Regions from separate parts of the Mus musculus genome. Here region 2 is linked to region 1. The links are chromatin contacts, called in public promoter capture Hi-C maps. All regions are on one chromosome and are shown on one strand. Each heading gives the region's core, a stretch centred on a gene start, on an enhancer-like site or on the middle of the called end of the contact. The rest is flanking DNA. Distances are from core to core; before and after follow the strand shown. Region 1 holds the start of Pigc (phosphatidylinositol glycan anchor biosynthesis, class C). Region 2 holds the start of Rc3h1 (RING CCCH (C3H) domains 1).

What was found. Promoter capture Hi-C pulls out the DNA fragments that hold promoters and counts their contacts.
Region 2: a promoter capture Hi-C map of pre-B cells shows a contact between it and region 1, with 2.9 times the contacts expected there. The contact joins the promoter of Rc3h1 here to the promoter of Pigc in region 1. A contact is called at or near these places in 1 of 39 promoter capture datasets (pre-B cells) and 1 of 484 Hi-C or Micro-C datasets (CD4 T cells).

What each region holds. Positions count from the first base shown.
Region 1 is chr1:161,965,531-161,971,965 of GRCm38.p6, reverse strand. Pigc (phosphatidylinositol glycan anchor biosynthesis, class C) reads right to left here and starts at 2,778. Exons shown (of 2, transcript NM_001039045.1): 1 at 2,687-2,778; 2 at 1-1,726. The coding sequence starts at 1,515. The coding sequence ends at 622. 4930558K02Rik (RIKEN cDNA 4930558K02 gene) reads left to right here. Exons shown (of 7, transcript NM_001204904.1): 2 at 3,970-4,055.
Region 2 is chr1:160,900,973-160,908,002 of GRCm38.p6, reverse strand. It overlaps Rc3h1 (RING CCCH (C3H) domains 1), which reads right to left and starts at 1,592. Exons shown (of 20, transcript NM_001024952.2): 1 at 1,304-1,592.

The DNA of each region.
Region 1 (6,435 bases), core at 1,529-4,028:
TGACCACTTCTGTGGTATTGGACAACAAACTGGATGCCACCATCAGGGATTCTCAAATTTGGGCTCTAGATATATAAAGGTGTCCCTTAGTATACACAGAAAAGGCTAAACAACTGATTACACTTTTACACACACACACACACCTTCATACTACTTTTGTCTTATGCTCTCATAAAAATGAGACAGGGCCAGTGTGATGGCTCAGCTGGTAAAGGCCTGTTGCCAGGGCCTGAATTTGATGCGTGGGACATACATACTGGAAATAGACAAACCCCCTCTCTTATACACACATAAATAAGGGTTTCCTTGTTTTGTTTTTTTTAAAATACTAGACAATGCAATGGATATTACTTTTTTAATAAGCAGAACCCACATTACATCATTTGTTACAGGGAATAAAGGACAATAATTCATAACAGCACCAGAAAGCTTTTTCAGTCACAAAATAACTGAAGGACAAGCACCCTCCCCTAAGCCCTTGGTTAAATGCTTTCTTCTGATCTCAGCTCTACCATCTAGATCAGTCGGCTGCTTCAAGAGTGGACCCCTGCCTTTAAATGTTGCACCGGTTAGGCTCGAAGTCTTTCCGCTGGTCTTAATAATGAAATGAAGGTCCCTAGATTAGCTAAGGAACCTAGACAAGTCTTCCTTGATTTCAGCTTCATCCCAAGGCCCGTGAATATTTTCCTTAAAAAGCTGCAGATGAATGAGGTAGTAAGGGCAGAGACAGGAGATGGAAAACAGCAGGAGAGCAAAGAGTATGGCTCCCACAGCACTAATGGACAGAAGACCTCCAAAGGCAGAAAAGGCAAAAAGCAAAGTGACCCCTACATAGCTTCGCGGGGTGTACGCCTTCAGTTTCTTCTGTAACATGGGCCACAGTGCAAAGATCTGGATAGCAAACGTCACCATAATGAAGGCGTGGAGTGACCGGGGGAGGCGTGAGGCCAGGCAAACAGAAGCAAAGATGGCCATGTTCAAGGACAGGGTGCTGGATACAATAGCAGCATTGGCACCGTAATCAAAGAAGATGAGATGGCCTAACAGCATAAAGACTGCCATGGCGTAGATAGTGTCTGTACTGACAGACTCCGTCAGGGTCTTTAGCACAGGTGAAAAACCGTAAGTGAAAGTGATAAAGACCAGAGTACTCTTCAGGTCGGCCCACCGGGTCCGCCCACTCTTCTTCCGTCCATCACCTCCATCGATAAGATCGAATAAAACATACCCAACCAAGGAAGATGCCAGTCCGGTCCCAAAAAGCCACTGGGGAGCCAGAAGACCCTCATCCATGTACCACCAGATCACTACAAAAACACAGACACTGCACAGCTGCTGTATCACCACACTGGACTCAAATACCACAGCCCAGTACTGGTACTTCCGGGCATAGATGTTTTTCCGGAGTTCTTCCAGGAACCTCTGGTCAACATAGTTATCAGGGAACGGCTGCCGCTCATATAAAACCTTCTGCCACTTGACTTCTGGGGTGTCTGTTACACGTTGAGCACACATTATCTCATTCTTTCCTCAAATCCAGGTTGGCTCAATCTCCCTCAGGGACGTCCATGGGGTTCTGGTTCTTGATAAATCTGTAGATTAAGAACTCTCTGGAAATGCCATGCTGATACCCTACAGAACTTTCCTTGTTTACAAAGCCTTCAGTACAAGCTGAGCCTGCATTAGATGAGTTTGTCCTGAGGGTCAGGACAACACAGCTAAATTCCTAGAAGAGAGAACTGTAAATATATGGAAGCTGGCATCAGATACAATAAAAAACAACTTGGCTTACTGAAAGCCTAGATAAATTGTGTCTGGTGACATAATGCGGCATTAAGCCTTCACATTTTAAAGTGTAGTCTTAATAATTGATATCTGCATCTAACTCAGAATGTTAAATGTCTTATGCACCTTCTTTAACTGTCACAGCCTTACAAGTTAATACCAGTTATGAGTTTACCTAATAAGACATCTGAGTTTCAAAACAGTAGAGTATTTAGGTCCCAGGCTAACAGCGTGGAGCCAGACCTCCTACAAAAGTCTAGTGTCAAAGTCTCTGCTTCTGGTCGTCCTTCTCTAAGCCAGTCTTAACTTGGGCATTCATACACTCTAAGGTTTATACTATTTTTGCATGATTATATTTGCAACTTACGCAAATTTATAGGGACAGAATCCATCCATAGCCGTTACTAGGTCCCCAAAGGTATCTGAATAAGTTATCGGTCGAATGACAATAACCTGCACCGTACAAAAGGGCATGATCTCTCTATAGTTTTAGCCCAAACCAAGAACTCAAATCTTTTTTGTTCATTAGCTGAACTTACTATCCTTTAAAGTGCTATATCATCCTAATTAACTGAAACAGCAAAACTCTAGCGCAGGATCAAGAAAACAATCATCCCAGTCGTAAACACAGAGGTCATTCAGCAAATTCGAGAAAGAACTTCCTGCCGGACCGTCTGTATTTTTCGTGGAGGCTAGGATAGACCTTTGCTTTAAAAGCCGTACACCCTGGAGTCGGCCCTCACGCACTGGGACCTCGGGATTTGAAAGGTCCCCGTCACCGGGCGGCGAAGGGTCTTGGGCTACCACTCACCCAACCGGCCTGCCCCGCCCGCCGCTGCCGACCCCCGCCCCAGCCTTGGATCAGCCGGAAGCGCTCACAGCGAAGGACGCCGGAACCCACCTGCACCAAGCTCTTTAGGGGGGTGCACGACCGAGAAGAGCGGCCGCCTAGCTACTTCTACATCCGGGACGCCGGCTTGGAAGGGGACTACTGTGGAGGAGCACTTCCGGATCCGCAGCACTCGGCGGCCAAAGCGTCCCGCCCCGAGACTCCACACCGCGAGGTCACTGCTGCCCTCTACTGATTGCTCCTCTCCTGGCAATCTGCTCCTAGTGGAATGCTAAGCCTGGGAAGCAAATCCCTCAGTGGGAATTACTTCACAGGGTGTGGAAGGCAGGAGAAGGCAGGAAGAGTCGCGGGGCTGGTGGAAGACTGGTAACTGCAAGGTTACCATGACATGTGTTGACAGGCTCTCAGCCAAGGGACTTTCCATGCATCCAAACCCTCCTCCTATAGGTGCCAAACCAGGCTTCTGGTATTCACCAAAAAAAAAAAAAAAAAAAAAAAAAAAAAAAAAAAAGGGGGGGGGAGTCGGGGAGATCCCAGATCTCACATAGCATCCTGTGCGTTGACTTGCACAGAGACGATGCGATCATTAGTTTGTTTTTGACCAAAGTCAGGCAGCTGGTTAGTAATTGCAAGTAGATCAGAAATATCCAAATGTGGATGGCTCCAAAGCTGGATCCTTTCCTAGACTTTGCCACCTAAAAGAGATGAGGGTGGAGAGCCTTTGGGACGAGAGATTGCTGATTTTCAACTGGGGTCTTGGAAGTGTCACAGGATTTATAAATAGATGGAAGCTCGAAGAATTTAAAATATAGAGACTGTTAAATAGTGTGGACACAGAGGCAGAAAGCATGAACCCATTTATTCATATTCACACTATCTGGGCTTTGAATTCTTTGTCTGTAAAAGAAAGAAGGCGCTTATTTGTTCTTGGCCACCTTATGGAATGGTTGGAGGACTCTCGTGTTAAAATAGTTTGCAATGTATTGATTGCTGTGTGGTTGCTGTTAGCTTACTTTGCTTATTGTAATACCAGCACTGGTCAAGTATTTTAACTTTTTTTTAATATTTTGTTTTTAATTATGTCTACATATGTGCTCCTGACTCCAGGTGTCTGTGGAGGTCAGAAGAAGGTGCTAGGTCCCCTGCCGCTATAGTTACAGGCAGTCATGAGCTGGCTTGTGGGTGCTGTCAACTAAACCTGGCTTTTCTCCAAGAGGAAGGAGTGCTGTTAGCCACCAAGGCATCTCTCTGGCCCTGTGACTCCCTTTAAGATTTAGTCTTCGGAAGTGTGATAAACTCTGCAACCTGATCTCTTTCCATTTCTCTCTCTGTAGGCTTTTGTTCCAAAGTTTGACAAGATTCCTTGGCTGAGTGAGGCCAGCCTGGTAAACAAACCATTGATCCTGAGCATCCCCAGAAGGTAACTTCCCAGCTTCTGAGGACAGAGCCTTCGAGGCAGAGCTCAGTGGTTGTACTCTTAAGGTGGAGAGGTGCATGTGCCCTGTTGAGAAACCAAGTCGAATGCAAAAAAAAGAAAAAGAAAAAGAAAAAAGAAAGAAACGCCCTGGGTTTCTCAGACAAAGGTTATGCTATGTAAAGGCCTGGCTAGAAGAAATGAGAGCCGCCATAACCTTCATTTCTGCGTGTACTATTCAACCACAGACACTGTAACTCAAAACACTTCCATAGTTTCCCCCCACCCCGCTTCAATTTCTAGTCTTCGAATTCTAATTATCAATAACCTAGAACTATAACACGCCATCTTTATAGAGTAGCAATAGCTGTATTTCACGTGGGGCCTCCTCCAGTTTCATGGGTCGCTCATGCCCTCACAAAGCCAATAGATAACACATTTCTGATTTTGAAAACTGAGGATTTATATGTATGGGGCATTTCAGCTTCTACTTAAAATAATTAAGTTCTTCATTCAACACCTCCCCGCCCCTTACAGTTAAGTTGTCCCTGGGTGTGGTGATAAATCTCTGAGAGAAATGTAGGTTGTGAGATGATGGCGGGAAATAAGGAATCGGGGATGAGCAAGGACGGTGCAGAGGCAGTTCCATAGGCTTGTCTTAGACTGGAAATGGTTGCTAGAGAGAGCACAGGCTCAAAGAGTTTCTTTTCCTGTTGATAATCGTCATACATCTTTAGGTCTGTGAGCAAATGACCACATGAGGGGCATCCATGCCTCCATAACACATGTCTGCTTTGTCTACTCTTTAAAACAGTTCTCAAAAGGCTGATAGATGATTTTGTGTATTTTCAGAGCAAACATTTGAGTGCATGTTGTGTGTGTGTGTGTGTGTGTGTGTGTGTTTATCTGGCATGAGCAATGAGAGGTTCAATAAACTCAAAGGTTTGTTTAGGAAGTATCAAAGTAATATACCCACTAAGAGTTGATAACACCTCAAGAGTCATCGTGAGTAAATGATAACTTAGCATCCGTTTTCAATTCGACTATGTCATAAGCTCACATGCAGTCAGCTGGAAGCCACACTGATTAGGTTGGTCAGATGGAAGTAGCAGTGAATGGAAGAACTGGCCAAAGGTGACACTCCCTCTTCCTCAGTCAATGTTGCCTCAGATATCTGAGTCCAGGGCCAAATACGCTCAGTTTTCTAATTAGAAATATAGAAACTTTCAATTGCTAATGCCTGACATTAATAAGCTAACCGCCACCATCCCTTAGTACTCCCTGCCCATTAGATGCACTCTGAACCAGGGGCATCCCAGTGCATGTTCATCTTGCCTCCAACTCCCCTGTCCTCTGTCTGAGCCTCTGGTGAAAGGCAGGAAGTGGAGAGCAGAGCAGAGCTTGAGAGAGGCAGGCTTAGTACTCAACTGGGCAGGCATGGTACCTGTTTCAGAGTCAAGGTCAGGGTTGTCAGGGAGACGGGGCTATCTACAGCATCTGGAAAGGGACACAGAAACACACCACCACCACCACCACCGGCCAAATGTAGGTGAGTGATAAGAAGTTACTTAAGGTAGTAAGTGAAATTCTTTCCAATCAAACGCTAAGACTGAGGGAGCAATCTTGGTGTCTGGTTGGAGAAATGAGCCTACTTACCTCATAAAACGTGTGAGGTGAGTAAACAGTACCTATGGAGTGCCCTCACCTCTCAGAGGGCAGGATAAAAATACAGCTTATTGGAAAAGGAAAGAGGAGAATTGATACATAGCTATTTTTTTAAGGACAAAATGTATTTGTCCAGAGTTCCAAGTCCCACACTCTTTGTTTGGCAGTAACTTCCCTCAACTCTTAGGGGATTAGTTCTTAGGGATAGTTCAGTGAACTCAAAGTATTACCTACGCACCCGTGGGCAAGCAGATCTAATAGAATGGTCTAGAAAAAGGTAAAGGGATGTTTAGAGGAATGTGTCTCAGACTATGCCAGCTTCAAACAAGCTCTGGAACACAGCTGTGGGGATGGAAGTGAGACACCCCCCCACACACACACACACACCACCCCAGAAGCAACATGGAAGTGCCATAGGAAGCTTCCAGAAGCACCCTCCCAGCTTGGCCGAACTGTGCTGAACCCACACCGGTTAGTAAGAGGTTACAGCGAAGCAGGACTAAGCCAGCCTTCTTGCCTTTCATGGTCGGTTTGGGGATAATAAATCTGAGGCAGCCCATTCCCATAACAGAGAAGCTCGCAGAGGAATTTACATCAGACCACCTCCCCAGCTTCCTAGGACTCAGGGAAGCGACAAGAGAAACGAAACAAATACTTCCCGAACACCACACTCCTTTCCCATGAAGAATGAACGATGAAATCCCTTCTCACGAAAGCGGAG
Region 2 (7,030 bases), core at 343-2,842, 1.1 Mb after region 1:
TTAAGTATAAAGATATTATTGCAGTATAGCATACTAACATAAAATGAGGTGTCTCATCCTAAGCCTAGCCACTTAAAACAGAACCACAACTGGTTTTTGTTTTTTGAAAACTATCAGTAAAAGTTTCTATTGTCTGGCATTTTGTTGGCTGAATTAGTTTTTTGATACAAGTCTTGTCAAATCAGGATACTCTGCCTCAGCCTCCTGAGTGCTAGGATTCACAGGCAAGCATAACGGCAGGCTAAAAGTATTGGAAATCTTAGAAAGTAGGCTTTAAATATGAAATTTCAAACAGAGAAAAAAGAATCTTCTCCAAATTTTGGGACAAACTGGAAAAAAAATGATTAGAATATGAGACAGACACATGAACTCCTAAGGGAGACAGATGAACCACTTCTCTGTCCTAAGTGCTTCCAGCAGATACCAAAGAGGTTAATGATATCGCCTCTGCTGTACACAATTCAAAATGGCTAGTTAGAAAAGTTCCGCTCAAACCTTAACAATCTGTCTCCGTGCTGCCAATAAGTGGCTTTGTTTCCAGTTTCACGGACTATTCTGGGATGTCAAGAGTTACATTATTGCTGCTTCAAAAAGAGCCCTTGTTTCGGCTAGCTCCCTCGGACCTGGGATGTGAGTACCGTGGTGTTTACAGAGACCTGATGTTTAGAACCTTGTTAGGAAAGGTCCACCCCTTACTACTCCATCCTTTACCAACAACCACATTTTGTGTGTTTTTGTTGTTGTACACTTATAGTCTTTTTGAAAAAGGCACCTGCACATGGTTTCGTCTTGGCCAATAGGGTTTATCTCCAGGAACTCCTGGGAAACCGACACCCTAAAACCCACTTGGCCAAGGGAGGAAGGGGGCTGGGGAGGGAGCAGCCACGCCTGGCAGCTAGGCAGGAGCGGCGGCTGTTTACAGGCGCCTACTCCCTCCCCCACCGCACAGACAGGGGTCCAAACAACATTTCCTGCGAGCAAACTCACCGCCCGCCCGCTGTCCTCCGAGGGACCTCGGAACCAGTCAGCCTCGGACCCCCCCAACCCCCCGCTCCCGCCCCAGCCTCCCCAGCCTTCCCGGCGTCCAGGGCGGCGTCCGCACCGCCCCTCGGCCTACCTACCCCGGCAGGCCCTCCGGGAGGCACGCGGAGGCCTGAGGCCTAAAGGACGCCGGCCACTGACAAGCCCTGGGGCCGGTCCCGAGCGCAGGGCGGGTGAGGACAGCCCCATCCCCGCAGTCGCTGCCTATTGTTCTCGGCCGCGGCCGCCCCGCTCCCCACACTGCCGACCGCCACTTGCTCACCGCTCTGGTCCGAGCAGCAGCTCCTCTCAGCTCCGAGTCCCTGCGGCCGTCGCCACCGTCGCGGCAGCCGCCGCCGCCGCCGCTGCCACCATCGACTCTGACTCTGTCCCAGGCCGCCGGACCACGGCCGTAGCCGCCACCGCCAGCGCCGCCTCCAGCCCCCCACCTGCTGCTGCTGAGGCTGCTCCTGCAGCAGGGGCCATCTTGTTGGTCGGCCTCCCCTTCCTCCTCCGCGTCCTCCGCCGCCCGTCGCTCGTTGTCCTCGTCCCCTTCCTCTTCCTCAGACTCCGGCCCGCCCCGAGACTGGGGCGGAGATGAAGGCGAGGCTCCTCCTCATGGGGCGTGGCCAACGGGGCGGGGCGTGGCTAACGAGGTGGGGCGTGGTCGTCTGAGGGCGGGGCCGGGAGGAAAGCTCTGAGTCACCGGCCCCAACGCCCTGTCGGGAGCGGGCGACGCGCCCCGCCCGTGTCTCGAGCGCTGTCGCGCCCCGAGTGGAGAAACTTGTCCCACCTCCTCCCGGGCCACCCGCCTGGCCTGTGGCCACAGTGCCTTTGGTGCTGGCAGGCAAGAGGCCAGGCGGTTCCCGTAAGCTCACTCCTATGGAGTCTCGCGCTGCCTCTGAGCTTGTCACTTTCTGAGGTCTGGACTCTTCCTCGACTCTAGCATCTTTTTTCTTATATGCTACCTCTCCCCAGCCTCACTCGCGCTTGTGTGTGTGTGTGTGTGTGTGTGTGTGTGTGTGTGTGTGTGTGTGTGTGTGTCTGTGTGTGTGTGTCTGTGTGTGTGTCTGTGTGTGTGTGTCTGTGTCTGTGTGTGTGTGTATGATGGCGTTTCTCTTAAGCTCTGGACTCTTCCTCTTGTATCTGTTTTGCATCCCACCCCTTTCCAGTACCCTGTGTTGTGGGGTGTGTGTGCACACATCTTCGACATAATTCGGTTTAGCCAAATTCTGGAGAACCGAAAGAAACGGAATTCTAATACTATATAGTATTAAATTTATATTCTAATTTTCACATTAAAACTGTCCTCAAGTCAACACCATAAAATGCTCCCCGCTCTCCTTCTGCTTCCTGCTTTGTCTGTGAAAGCAGAGAATTTGTTGTTCTGTCCTTTCTTTTTTTTTTTTTTTTTTTTTTTTTGTTCTGTTTTTGAGACAGGGTCTCTCTATTATATACCCTTGGCTATCCTAGAAATTCTTCTGTAGACCAGGCTGGCTTTGAACTCACAAGAGTTCCATCTGTCTCTGTCTTCCAAGTGAAGGAATTAAAGGCATGGGCCCCATGCCCAGACTGTCCTTTCTTCACTGTAAACTCACCAACATCGATTTAAAACAAACAAACAAATTACTTCCACATCTCACAAGAAACAATTACTGGGTGGCTGTTGGGCTTGTTTGGGCTTTGTTTTGGTTTCTTTTTTTTCCCCGTGGGTGTTTGATTGTTTGTTTGTTGTTGTTTTGGTTTGGCTGGGTTTGTTTTATTCCCGGAACAGAAAATCCTGGAGCCTGGACTGACCTGGAAGTTCTGAACCTCTGCTCCCTGAGAGCTCAGATTATAGGTATGGCCACCTAGCCATACCTGGCCAGGCTTTGGTTCTTGAGACAGGCTCTTGCTTTGAGACCAGGGTGGCCTGGAGCACGTTCACGGGCTCGTCTCTCACCTCATTTTTAATTTTTTTATTTTCTTGGTTTCTCTGTGTAGCTCTGGCTGTCCTGGAATTCACTCTGTAGGCCAGGCTGGTCTTGAACTCAGATTTATCTGCCTGCCTCAGCCTTCCAAGTGCTGGGATTAAAGGCCTGTGTCACCACTGCCTGCCCTGCAAATCCTTCTGCCTCTTAACTTTAGGCTTATAGGTGTAAGACAGCATATCCAGCTCACACAGCTGAAATATCACACATTTTCCTGAACTTGGAAGAGGTTTTTTTGTAGTGATTATAACTTCATGGTGGTGAGATTTCAGCTTATTTTTAGACTTATTCATGCCTTTATTGATTGTGTTTGCTGCTTTGGAGTGAGCTAAATCTGTAATCTCTTAAACTACTAAATACAGCTGTCCCCACTTATCTGAAATTTCTATGATTTGAGTTAGCTCTGGACAACTGTAAACCAAAAATATTCAGTGAAAAATTCCAGAAATAATTCATGAGTTTTCAATGAATTTTTATAATATGTTGTTATAATTGTTCTATTTATCACTAGTTGTTAACTATGCCTAATTTGTTAAATAAAACCTAATTATTCTTATGTAAAAGTAAACACATAGAAGGTTCTGTACTATTCTCCTTCAGTTTAGTCATCTGCTGAACAGTTGGGAACATACCCTAGTCAGATAAGAGCCTGGTTCTTGCAGTAAGCCAGGACCTGATTTCCAGCAGCCCTAAAGTTTAGGCCAGCGTGTTACTAATCTAAACGTTATCTCTTGGAAAGCCTTTCCCTCCTCAAACAACCAGGGGTCAGTCCCCTACTAGGACAAACAGATAGTCTGTTCCTCCTGCCATTCCTCCCGCCTCACTCCTAGGGAACCTTCCACAACAAAGTTTTAGCTGCTGTTGCTAGGCACACATGCCAACCTCTCTGTTTAGGTGAAAGGAAGTAGCCCGGCTTCCATTACAAACAACCTAATGAGAGTTCCTTAAAATAGGAATAGTGCTATACCTCTGCTAGCTATTCCAACTAACAATAAGCTAAATACAGAGGTTCCTCCAAGTTTATTTGAACTACATAACTGAGCAAATACTTGTTGGAAAAGGAAGAACAGCTCTGTAGAAACAAGTGTTTCTAATGAAATGAACCTGGGAGGAGTCATTTAGGTTTTGAATTCTGCAATTAGACTAGATGTGAGATACAGAAGACAATATGTCCCCCGAGACCAAGTCTATTTAAAAGAGATGTGGTAATCTATCAAGGGGAAAGAATTTCGTGTGAATTTTATCCCGAAATTAATAACTCTTTGTAAATTTTAGTTAGTAAATCAATCTCTCTCCCCCTAATTTTTCTAAGTTTTAACATTACTAGGGTCTTCACATTAAGAATTAGAAAATTAAATTAGATGGTATGCTGGGTTTATATGGGCATATAATTTAAATTTCAAAACTTTGGAGATTAAAGCACCCCATGGCGGTGCACACCGTCAGTCCAGCACTCAAGAGGCAGAGGCAAGGGTATCTCTGTGAGTTAGCCATCTTGGTCTATTAGTGAACTCCAGGCCAGCCAAGGCTACCCAGTGAGACCTTGACTCATAAATGAATGGATCAAATCAGTCAGTCAATCAAAACTTTTAAAATTAAATTTAAAAAGTGTATTGATGAAGACAGCTAGGTATGTTGGCATAGGTCTTTGGTCCCAGTACTTTGGAAGCTGAGGCAAGATGACTAAAATTTCAAGTCCACCTACGTAGGGTGAAAGGTCCTAGCCCACTTTTAAAAACCTATCAAATTCCACCAGTTCCTAAGCACAAAATCCCACCAATCCCTGGGCTCTCCTTGAAATCTCACCAATCACCAGTCTGGAAATCCCTGGAAAGCCTATCCCCTATAGAAAGCCCGTCTCCTGCTCAGTTACCAGCTGCCTCTTGCCAGAGCCGCGTCAGCCACCCACATGCCTTTTTCCCCAAGAAATCTCTTGTGTGAGGTTTGTTGTATGGTGTGACTGTGTGGTATTCTTTGGTTCCCTGCTGCCAGAATACCTTTCCTTCAGACTGTAACACTTGTATTGGGGAAACCTTTCCCCTCAGAGCAGAACTGTAACACTTCCATTGGGGAAACGCTCCCTCTCAGAACTGCAACACCTCTGTGAGGGAAAACTTCCCTCAGAACTGTAGTACTGCCACTGGGGAGGCCTTCCCCTTAGAGCTGTAACACTTAAAGCCTGGGCTATAGAGCGAGACTGTATCAAAACTTAATTCATCTTTTTTAAAAAAAATCTGTTCCTGCTGGGCCATAGTGGTATACATTTTTAATCTCAGCAGTCAGGAGCCAGAGACAGGTGGATCTCTGTGAGTTTGAAAGGTCAGCCTGGTCTACAGAGCCAGTTCTGGGATAAGCAGGGATACACAGAGAAACACTGACTCAAAATAAATAAATAAATAAAAAAAATAAAACATATTACTAAGCCAGGTATGGTGGTACATGCTTTTAATCACAGCATTCAGGAGGCAGGCAGAACGGAGAGTTGGAGGTTAGCCTGGTCATGTGACAGGGTCTAGGCTACATAGACTGTGTCAAAAGTTAAGACAATCTAAATGTTTTATAGTCACTTTGTGCTTAGAAATCTAAGCTATTTAGTTTTATTTACTATTTTATGAAACTTTACTGTGGAATGCCCAGAAATTTAGATTCTGCCCCCTTCTCTACCATCAATATACTACTACTAAACGAATCACTTTGTGGTGAAGCCCTTGGTTCGAAGCCTAGAGGAAACCCTCAGGAAGTCCCCCAGTCTCTATTGTCCTCTGTAATTTTTGTGCTTTGAGTTTGGGTCTCACTGTGCACCCGTGGCTGGCCCGGAACTCGCTTTGTAGACCCATCTGACTGCTAATTTGCAACTATCTTACTGCCCCTATCTCTACATTCTAGGATTGCAGGTGTGTTCCACTATAGGCACCTCAAGAAGCATTTTTAAATCTCATTTTATGTATGTCATCAAAACCATTATTTTATTGATTGAAACAGCAACAAAAAGACTCTCCAGGCAGGATGAATATCACCTTTAATCCCAGTACTTCACAGATGGAGACAAGAGAATTGTCCCAAGTTTGAGGCCAGCCTAGGCTGTAGAGTAAGATCCTCTCTCAAAAAAACCAAAAACCACAAATAATGATTATAAGCTGAGTGATGGCACATCCTAAGGATTCAGAAAGTGAGACAGGAGGATCTCTAGTTGAAAACTGGCCCAGGCTAGGTACACAGCAAAATAAAACGAAATAAAATGACAAGGCGTCAACCATAGTTAGTTCTCGTTGTTCTTGCATAACCAAGGCTGTCCTAAAGCTAACCATGTAGCTGAGATGACCTCTCACTCCTGAGTCCCCTGCAGATTTCAGCACCATCCTAATGACAGTTTCTTTCTTACCTTGAACTCTAAAAAAGAAATTAATGCTATTTTTCAATGAATCTAAATCTGTTAATGACTTGTAAGATTTTCAGTATACCTGTGCTATACTATATCCCTTTTCCGGTTATAGACTAAAAATGAGGCCAGGCAGTGAGGTGTATGTCATTAATCCCAGCACTTGGAAGGCAGAGGCAAGCAGATGTTCATGGGTTCAAGGCCAGCCTGGTCTACAGACTGAATTCCAGGACAGCCAGGGCTACACAGAGAAACTCAGTCTTCAAAAGGAAAACCCAAAAAAGATTAAAAAGGTAAAATTAATTTTAGGCTTCTAGTGGGGAATGTAAGATGAAGTACAGAGCTGTGATGGTTTGAATGGGAAATATCCCCCATTGGGTAGTATTTGAGACTTTACTCTCGGGTGCCCTTTGGGGAAGGGTAAATCTCAGAAACGGGACTTTGAAACAAGAAGCTTCAGGCCAGTCGCTGCTCTTTTCTTCTTCTTCTTCTTCTTCTTCTTCTTCTTCTTCTTCTTCTTCTTCTTCTTCTTCTTCTTCTTCTTCTTCTTCTTCTTCTTCTTCTCCTTCTCTCTCTCTCTCTCTCTCTCTCTCTCTCTCTCTCTCTCTCTCTCTCTCTCTCTCCCCATCCTTACATTACCCCTCCTCTCTGCTATATCTGC